Regions from separate parts of the Zea mays genome. Here region 2 is linked to region 1. A link is a contact called in public Hi-C data. All regions are on one chromosome and are shown on one strand. The core of a region is the stretch at or near the end of the contact, and the rest is flanking DNA. Distances in the headings are between cores, read along the strand shown.

Region 1 (5,139 bases), core at 1,367-3,866:
ACTTTATCTCTTGCCACATGAATCAAGATGTGACAAGTGACCAAGTCAATCCTAGAAAGGAATGGGAAAGCATCTTAATAAATACAGAAATAGTGTTGTAATTAATTGGTGCCATTTGATGGCGGCAGTGGTAAAAACTGCCTCAAGGTAGGATGATATGTGTAAACAGGAGTCAAGTTGTATTATAGCTGGTACAAGTTCCCTGCTAGGAAAATAGTCAATAAAGACCATCCTATTCATATGGTCGCCATAAATTTGTGTGCATTCCCTGCTGGAGTTAGGATGCACGAGGCTCTGCTGTACGATATGCTATGTGTGCCATTTGTTGTTTCTTAGTTAACAAAGTACTGTGTTGCTGATATATTTTCTTATCAAAGATTTACTGGTTGCACAAATAGATAAAAATCAACTAAAGGAAATCTTTTCCCTTAGGATTATCAGATTATGAATGAGTATGTTCTATTCTATCTTGTAGGTTTACTACTGTAAAGAAGATGAAGTTTGTCTCTACCAATCGATTGCTTTTGATGTCAAATTCCGTGAAGAGGCGGAACCGAACCCAGCACAAATTACGCTATCCTATACTGTTTCGCCAAGAGATAATTCAGGTAGCACACAACTACTGGCTGCTAGAAAGAATGCCAAGGTGTAGTCAGACTCACGGTGATTTTTTTACTTGCATCATTGTATTGATTGTCAATTTGGCCCCAGGCCCACAATGGCAAGTGTTTCAAGATTGACTTCTCCTGTATGTTGTATAGCGACATGTTGCTTGTAACCCAGCTTCATTGTCTCCCCTCAGCACAACAGTATTAATGGAGTAGTTTATTGTCAGTTCATTGGTTGCTTGGAACACCGTATGGAGTCCATTTGTTGGAACCCTGTTAACCCTAATGATTGATGAATCGAACAATTTTATTCCAAACAAAGAGTTGTGGTGCTTTGCAAAACACTGCCTGCTTGCCTATCTGCAGCACAAAATCTCTTGACAGTATAACCTTTTCAAATCATGGTCTTGCACATGCTCCCTGTCCAAATAATAAAACAAAAATGATGAGTGCAGGCATGTGCTATGAAGAATTCAGTTTTGTCATGGTAGCCGTGCATTATGGTTATTTGAATATCTCTGAATGGCGCAAGAAAATGTGTATGTCTGGAGACACAAGAGCAAGATTAGCTGGCATCCTTTTACAACCAACACTAGTGGTAGCTCCCTGAATTGGTGATGGTTTCTGTTGCTGATTCATGATTGATGGCACTATACAATTAGCGATCCATGATGGTCCGTGGCCGCAACATCGCGTTTGGGACAGGTGGAAAGCACGGGATCCATGATTTCGTTTCGGTGTTGCCCAGTTCTTTTTGCGATTCCAACCTTGAGTTTCGGAAGGCAGCTGGCACGTTTCTTTGACCTGTTGTGTCATGTACTCATGTTGTACCGTCGACACCTGTGTTTTTTTTCCCGCAATATCCTCCTACCATCTTTCAAAGGATTAAGGCCTTGTTTGTTTGTGTCGGATTGTACCCAGAATCGTTTTACCTAATCAAAGTTTATATAAATTAGAGAAGCAATTCGGTTAGGAATCGTTCCGACCCACCAATCTGACAGAAACGAACAAGGCCTAAGGTGATAGGTTTTGTCCGGGTTGGAATCCAGTGAATTAGTCTGACAATTCCAGTGGGACTCATGAGTCATGACTAGACCAATGATCTGATTGTTTATGCTATTCCACCCTTAGAACCCATGGATTAGGCCATACCTGTCATGTGTTTGAGCAGTGGCATGGACCTCACTTCTCCATGTGCAAAGCAGGCCCCTGTTTCGGGTCATCATGTTTATGCACGAGCAGCATTTTCGCTGTCTGGAAAAACATAAAAATGTAGCAGCATATAGCTGTTGGGACTGAATAACGGCTCTGTACTTCATCAGTAAGGGGGTTGTTTGGTTACTTTAGTCACTTGTCTAAACTCTAGTCCCTTGAATTCCTCGAATTTCTATTTAGGAGCCCTCCTTTAGTCATACCAATTGCCAGTTTATTGAATATAAGTGACTGGAGTTTAGGAGATGGGAACAGAACAGCCCCTAAAAAGGTGCAATTTTAGTATAGTGCTGAGTCAAACCAGATTTAAGTTTAACTAAATTTGTAGAAAAAATGTTAATACCTATGATACCAACACTAGGTTCGTTATGGAACATATTTTGTTTACCTATTTTGCGTACTAAATACTCTATTCTACATTGTAAATACTCTATTCTATAGATATTCGGTTAAACTTTAGATAGTTTTTAACTAAAAATAAATAGTTTGACTAAAAATAGATAGGACGGATGCAGTAGCTGTCTCTACACTACACAGGCTGTTTCTGGACCATGCCTTCCATTAGCTTGGTTGTTGGTAACCCTATCAACCTTGTTTTCTATGATGAAGTGTAGCTTGGACTGCATAGTAATCAGCTGACACGCCATCTTTTGTATGACCAGCACAAGACGACCCTCTCTTGGACTAATGAGCATGCTCGATCGATACGTCCATGCACCAAGCGCCAGTGGGAGCCGGTGGCCACTGGCCAGGGCCTGTTGGGCCCTGCCACATTTTTGTCAGGAACAGTCCTGTTCAGTGAAACCTGTTCATCAACATGGCTCGATGGCATCTGATGTGGCCGGCGTGGCCTTGCGGAGCCAAGACAGAGGCTGAACCTTGAAAGTAGGCAGTGTCGTGCCCTGCAAGTGCAACTGCAACCAGCTCAGCCTTGGGTTTATGTCATACCAGGGTAAATCTGGCTCAAATGTGTGTTAGTATTAAGTCTCACATATATGATCACTCATGGTACAGAAATTAATGTCACATCTTTATTACATAATAGAAGTTCTGTACAAAATAACTAAATAAATTACATCATATAGCGACAACGATCATTCACAACCATAGTTGACTGGAAGATGACGGACTATACCTCTTCGAACTCATCGTAGCATCCTTCATGCTCCTTATCTTGCGCTATCTGTTCTTAAGTTGATGTGATTATAGCAAGTGTGAGCTCTTATATGGTCATCGCTCAGCAAGTATTGTAAAATTGTGTTTGACTCACTTCTAGTGGGGGCTCAAGTGTAAGGCTTACCAAAAAATGGTTAAGGCTGAGCATCGTTTTTAATTTTGTTGGTCAAAATTTTATGAGCAATTACTAAGTATAAGTTTTACATTCTGCAGAGTTTGTGCATCTTTACCCACAAGTCGTATTACCCATTTACCAAGGGGTCTAGAAACCCCATTCATCTCTACCGAGGAGACGAGGCGAGGTAGCACTACAAAGCATTTATAAAGTTCAACTAGCTTGAAAACCCCGCTATGGTTTCTTGAAAAGGGGCGATATAGGAATCCCTCGTCCAAAAAACCATCGCAGCATGATCGACCTGAGAACCTTCCTATACTGGCAGCTCCTCATATCGCCCTTGCCTTTTTCGGGTAAGGTAGTTATGAATCATCTAGGCCCCTTAGTGATGTTTTGGTAATTAATGACAACTATTTGTGGACTAACAGTTCTTAGAGAAATAAGAATGTAGGTTGGACCACAGAGAACAGAAAATCTTGGAGATTTATAAGCATTGGTTGTGGATCAATTAAAGGCAAAGGTATTGTTGGAGCGAAGGCGAAGACGCTACCCTTCGCTCCAGAACTTCGTCACCTCACTACACCAACGAAGACAAGATGACCGGCACGGCCCACCCTTCGTCACCTTCATTGCAAGACGAAGGCCAGACTACGGCAAAGTCTAGCCGTCCCACGTCCTCACCTGGCCTGGAGGCCCACGTGGGATTCAGCCCACTGTAACAGGCCACGCACGGACAAGCGTGTTACAGATCTGATTTGTAATAGCTTTTCTATAATGACGGTCTGTAATCCCTCCTAATGGGAATGTTCTAGGGATAGTCCAGGTGCTCGAGGGCATAAACGTCCTTACCTTGGAACGTTGGGCACTCGAGTACCTATAAATACCCCCATACAGTGCCCTTGAGAGGCCAGATTAACAGAACTATTGCCTTTCATCACCGAACTTTGCATACACTCTCACCACCCACCCGTTAGATTAACTTGACCCCGAGAGCAAGTTCCAACATTTCGCGCCCACTGTTCGTGCTATGAACAAACCACCCGCGATGGCATCCAAGAGAGCTAGTTCGAAGGCAGCCCCATCCGTCGACGAAGCAGTGAAGGCAGCGCTGCTAGCCGAGAAAAAGGGCAAGGCCCTCGCAGACAACACACCCCAAGAAGCCTGCGATGACGAAGCCCTCAGCAAGAGACAGTGACACGAACACCCCACTCCCGAATGCACCGCACGCACCTGCAGCTCCGGAGGGCAACCACAAGCACCGCCCCCAGGCTTCGCTCCACCAGAGGGCGAAGACGCAACAGAGGACGGTGAAGTCATCGGCATCTCAGCCAAAGAATAGCTACAGCTACGGGCCCTACGCATCAAGAACCGCAACCTCCAAAAACAGAGAGACATCCTCGAGGCCAAGCGCCAGCGTGTCACCGCGCAAGCCAAGGTGCGCCAGATGATACGGGACGAGGAGCAGAGAGCCCGGGAGCTCGAGCAAGAGATCGTGCTCATGCAGAACAAAAGCCAGCACAACCTGCAGCACGACCCCACCCTACAACAGCGCGTGTCAGTCGAGGACTTCTTCATACCCCAGCGCAGACCCTTCGTCCCGCATGCCGCAGCTTTCCAAGGCATCAATTACCTTGACGAGCGAAGTCCCCTGGCCTTGCAACTCCAAGCATCACCGTGGCCCGCCAACTTCAGGGCAGGGACCTACCCAAAGTACAACGGCAACACCGATCCAACACAATACATTATGACCTACCAAGTTGCCGTCGCATCGGTCGAAGGGGACGATGCCACAATAGCCAAGTCGTTCATCATCGCCCTCGAGGGTCCAGCCTTGACCTGGTACACCAGGCTGTCGCCGTTGTCCATCAACTCCTAGAAAGGACTCCGGGACAAGTTTCTGCTAAATTTTCAAGGGTACCGACCCGACACTGACGCCTTGGCCGAGTTATCACTCTGCAAGCAGCAAGAAAAGGAAACCCTAAGGGAGTACTACCGCAAGTTCCTGACTCTCAAGTCCCAACTGCCTTC
Region 2 (5,139 bases), core at 1,559-4,058, 240 kb after region 1:
AAAAAAGGGAGGAAAACACAGCTCAACAGGACCGGTCGACACTACTACTAGGCTACTAGCTACACTACACTACATACTGTAGTATATGTGTCTGCAAATGCTAGAACTTCGTCGCCACACACGCACACAACCACAAGGAACTGCTGCAGCGCACAAAACTTAAGATAAAATAGTACTTTCTCCATTTCTTTTTATTTGTCGCTGGATAGTACAATTTTACACTATCGAGCGACAAATAAAAAGAAACGGAGGGAGTAGACAGTAAAAGGGGCCAGTATATGCTGCTGCTGCTGTCTTCCCTTTTTCTTTTCCTTTTACAAGAGGCTTCCCTGTTTGTAGCTGGGTGCATGCATGCATGCACGCATGCATGGCCACTGTTCCTTTTCTGTTTTAAGCAAGCAAACAGCATCAGTGCGTGTATACAAACAAGAAAATGGGGACGGGACAGGTATACGAATATACAAGCAGCATGCACCAATCATCACGGTTGGTAGCAGACGGCGTGCACATGACGTCCATGCATGGAGAAGTCGCACTGGCATGTAAACTTTTTTTTTTTTTGATGATGATTGACGATCGGTCCCTGATTATTGGAAATGCGTTGGCAGAAATGTCAATACAGATAGACCAGGTTCTTGCGTGCCATGACGGGCGTACGTATATATGTATATCATGCATGCCTTGGAAGCGTCAACGCAACTGGTGGTTATTATTAGACTCATATTAAAAAGGAATGAGGAAACAGACAAGGGGAATAATGCATTGAATTTCCCTGCCGTTTTACTTACTGTACCATATTAGATTTCTTCATGTATGTAGCTGATGGGTTTTTGAGAAAACATGTACTGAAAGCAAATGTGGAGTCTGCTTCGAAATATTAAAATAAAAAAAAATCGGCAGCAGAACACTGGAAAACTAGTTTTTAAAGGACACTGGATACTTGGACAGGGCATTATAGCGTTGTTTATAGTGAGAGACGTTTGTGGAGTTGGCAGTGCCACGTGTGTACAACAAACTGGGGAACTACACCGCCGCCGCCGCCGCCACTGCTGCCAGCACGTTCGTACTGGCCAGCGTAAACAATGCCTCCACTTAAAAAAAAAGAGACGAGAGAGCCTGATGAGATGAGTAGACGACGAGCGAGGTGAGGTCCCAGTGCAACACGGACGGTTCCGTGGAAAAGGAGAGCTCCTCTCCAGTGCAGCCTGCATGCATGTGCGTGCGGCCTGGAGCTGCTGACGAGGGGACGGGGACGGGCGCGAGGTGGGTGGGGATCAGACATGCGAGGAGAGGACTAGAGGAGCCACGCAACCTTGCCGGCGCGCGGGGACTGGCCTGCCTGCCTGACAGTGGCCGGCCGTCCGCGGTAGCTAGTACGAGCCTTGGAGCTGGAGCTGGAGCTGGCCTGATCGAGTCAAAGCCACTGCACGTCTGCATGCTACTACTAGATGAGATCCAAATCCAATCCATCTGCCTGTGGATCTCTGCCTAGTGTTTCGGGGTGGTGGGAGGGAGGGGGCACGGCAGGTCACAAGATCGAATTGCATCAGCGTCACCGTCAGATGCATGCAGCGGCGTGGTTTCCTAGACCACTCGAGAAATGACACTCTGACCTTGTGCCGGTACGTTGTCCGGTTGCTCATCAATCACCCTGCTACAAGCGCGGTTCGGTTGCACAGTGCCCATACTACGGCTAGGCGGGCTATACTAGCTGTACACACGCACAGTGCCCATCTCTGATCGAATGCCACACCGTGCATCATACGGACACCAACCACCACCATCCGATAAGGTTGGCATGGCATTCGCTCGATATATACACAAACACACACATATGACATATCACAGCGGTGAGCTTACAACTGGCGTCAAAAGTGTACCGCGCGTATGTCCGTCCATCACTCTCGCGGACGGGACGACGAGGCGAGGAGAGCAGCTGGCAGGCACATGATGGGGGCGGGGCGGGGCGGGGCGGACACATGAGGGGCTAGCTAGCAAGCAGTCCGATTCGGCGAGCGTACCAAAGTGGCAAAGCGAATGGTCTCGCTATGGAGCTATTTATTTAGATTGTTCATTGGAACCGGCGGCCGAGATGGCCACGCACGACGACGACTAGACCAACGTTATTATACATTTACCCCCTTCCCATGTCTTCGCTCTGCGTCCGCTTCGTACATCACATGGCGCGCAACATGCACGCTAGCTGAGCCACAGCCGACCCCGGCCCCCATGCCCCTGCCAGATTAATTAAGCGGTTTCGCCAGGCGCACGTTACGCTAGCTTCGCTCGCATCATTGCATGATGAGATTGCGTGGTGAACTTGAACGGGCCGGCGCGCCCACGAGACGTACCACGGGCGAGCGCATCGATCCAGCTCCCCTGCCGCCCTGCGCATGCACGCGCGATGCCGGCCGGCTGCTCCGGCAGTACTCCGGCCCCTTCCCTTCCCTACCCGTGCCTGGCCCTTGAGCTAGCCCCTGACGCGCGCGCATGCATGTGGCGTACCCGCCCGGCGGTGGCCGTGCGTGCCCTCATGCATGCTGCCGCCTGCCGCGCGCGGAGCCCCGCGCGAGCCGCCCACAGCCGAGCGAGGGAGGCAGGCAGAGCAGCGGCCAGCGCTGAAGCCCACGGTGGCAGCAAGCAGCTTGCGCATGTGGCCTGTCTACCGGCCGCCGGCCCGGGTAGGCGGGCGAGCCCCGTCGTCGGATGGATCCGTCGGCTTTCGGTTTCTTCAGCCGTGGAGTCTCGTGCGCGCGCGGGACGGGACTCTGCCTGCTGCCTGCATGGACCACCAATAATGAACGGATCGGAGCGAGAGGCAGTGCTGTCCATAGGCTGCGCCTGCGCCTGCGCGACTTTGCACGGCGTCGGCACATGCGTGTACGTTGCGGCTGACGCTAGCTCCACGATCCGGTATTGGGAGCGCGCTTTTGTTGGGGCCCGCGCCCGCCCGGCGTCGCGCTGAAAGCGTACGGCGGTAGCTGCTCCTTTGTCGTGATCGTCGGACCTGTTGGCCGAATTCTTTTTATATATATTTTTTATTTTTTTGTACCATTATCACACACTAGAGGTTGGTACCATGGCCTTGACACCGAGGTTACACGACTCAGTGTTATAGATAATGCCGTCGGGTTATTACTCTATAAATGATGTGAAATGTCATCGTGTTTTGGCCTCCGCCGGTTCCGTGACTCGCACAGATCTATTTTGTTTCTCATGTCTCTCACTCTCCCCAATCCTTCCACCTTTCTCCAACATATTGATTCGAACTTAGAAGTCTAGATTCAATCCTTAGATCTTTGAGAGCAAGGTATCTTTTTTTTTCCATTCCTCAATATTTATTGCCAACTGGGCGAGGGCATAGCCGCCGACCACATGGCGCGGGGTGAGTGTAGCGAGAGAGATCCGGTGAGAGGAAGGAGACATCGTATCTATTGGGATAGGATCTCAGCGCCAATATCTATGGCGCCAACCTCAATATCACAGGCTAAAACCCTAAGCTACCGTTATGTTAAGAACATAGTGGGTGTCGTCCACAACATATGAGACAACAACTTGGAGCCATGACCAATGACACCAAGTCATATAACCTTGACGCCATAGGCTAAGACGTCAAACTCTTAGGGGTCCGAATATAGCATTTGTCTCATTACAGGTGCAAACGTTTTCTTTTACAAAATAAAATACAATTTTTTTGGACGTGCTGGACTTTGCTGCTGGCATGCCATCGGGACTGGGAGGAATCCTCATCGCTCATCGGAACTGCGTGCTAGCATTAGCAAGCTGTGTCGGGCTCGCATCCTAGGGCCTAGCCCCTAGGTAGCAGAACATAACCGGACAAGAAGCCCAATTACATACAAGTTTGTTTGCGACCGAAATGTACACTGCTCACGCCACAGTTCCGCATGTCTGCTGTTGGAGGGAAGGCCAACCGTCCCCTCGCTAAGACCTTTAACATCAATCAAACAAGGTTTTGTCGCGTGTATATGAAGAGAAGGATACTCTGACCAGTATCAGTATCGAGGTCTCCGACTAGAGCTGCAGGAGGTGTCGAGCGAAGGGCTGCACTGTTTAAAAGAGGGGCGTCCCTATCATCTCGGACAGTTCTGCACGACGATATTTTTGGCGAGATTGAAGGCTCGACTTTGCAGAGCGAAGGGCGCTCGTTACGGGCGAAGACCACGCCGCTCAACGGTGGGACCCAAGCTGCGGTCTGTCGCCATTTGAGCCCATTTGTAAGCGTCTTCTCTCGGGTAGGTTCCGTAGTATATCTAATTAAACTGTACTTTTTGTCACTATAATGACCCCGTAAAGAAGAATATTTTAGAGAGACTCATGCTAATAGAGTACAGCAATGTAGAAACCCAGCACTAGGACGAAGGCAATAAAACCAGGAAGCATCCAGGTCGCGATCCGGCAGTCTCCCGATCAGCTCAAAGCGACATATGTTCAAGCCCGGCAGGCGCCAGCAACAGACGGACCAGACAGTATGTCTGACGAGAGGCCCGCTCGCTCTGTTCTCCTAGTCGGAGGCGGACACCACACAAACACCGAGAGAGAGGAGCAGGTTCCCTTTCCCGAACAGTGGCTTTACACATGAGAAAGTTGCCCTGCCTGCGCCGCGCGCACGCGAGGGCTGTCACTTTGCAATGGCGTGCGTGAGCTCGCCGATGGCGATTGCCGATTGATAGATACCTAGCTGGCCGGCCGGCCGGCCACGTACGCCCGCACAAAAGAGAGGCCATCCCCCCACACGCCCGCACGCACTGACTCCATCGAGTTGATCTATCGGTGATCGAGACAGACGACACACACGTTATGTGGCTGGACGCTGGAGCCTGGAGGCCATGCATGCTCCTGCATCCTGATTCCTGATCCTGTCGACGTGTATGTAGTGTAGTCCCGTGCACATCCACGGATTTCTTGGACCAATGCCCAGGCCAGGAGCACCCACTCGACGCAGCGTGCGTGGAGGTGTCGACATCGGAGAGGACACGGTTTAGTACTTTAGTACTCTGTTTCACTTTAGATTCCTTGTCACTTTCAGCTGGGGCAGTGCCGAGATTGATGCGTTCTGGGCCTCCGGCGCCGAGCACGATAAACCAGTTGTGTGTGAGGATCACTCACTCAGTAAGTCAG

Evidence for each region. Hi-C and Micro-C count contacts between places; a contact is called where the count stands out from the background.
Region 2: a contact with region 1 is called in a Hi-C map of tassel, with 2.6 times the contacts expected there. The contact joins two enhancer-like sites. A contact is called at or near these places in 4 of 25 Hi-C or Micro-C datasets (ear, leaf, root tip and 1 more).

What each region holds. Positions count from the first base shown.
Region 1 is chr1:50,617,940-50,623,078 of Zm-B73-REFERENCE-NAM-5.0, forward strand. LOC118471883 (protein SUPPRESSOR OF QUENCHING 1, chloroplastic-like) reads left to right here. Exons shown (of 28, transcript NM_001395056.1): 28 at 476-833. The coding sequence ends at 652. Among protein-coding and RNA genes, the nearest start is that of LOC118473617, 35 kb to the left of the region's middle. Within about 2 kb of position 2,617, at least 9 of the 20 cell types and tissues checked have an H3K27ac peak or open chromatin away from gene starts, as enhancers often do. A contact at or near this core is called in ear, root tip and tassel, where this site is marked.
Region 2 is chr1:50,861,758-50,866,896 of Zm-B73-REFERENCE-NAM-5.0, forward strand. No RefSeq gene overlaps it. Among protein-coding and RNA genes, the nearest start is that of LOC100274900, 44 kb to the left of the region's middle. Within about 2 kb of position 2,809, at least 18 of the 20 cell types and tissues checked have an H3K27ac peak or open chromatin away from gene starts, as enhancers often do. A contact at or near this core is called in ear, root tip and tassel, where this site is marked.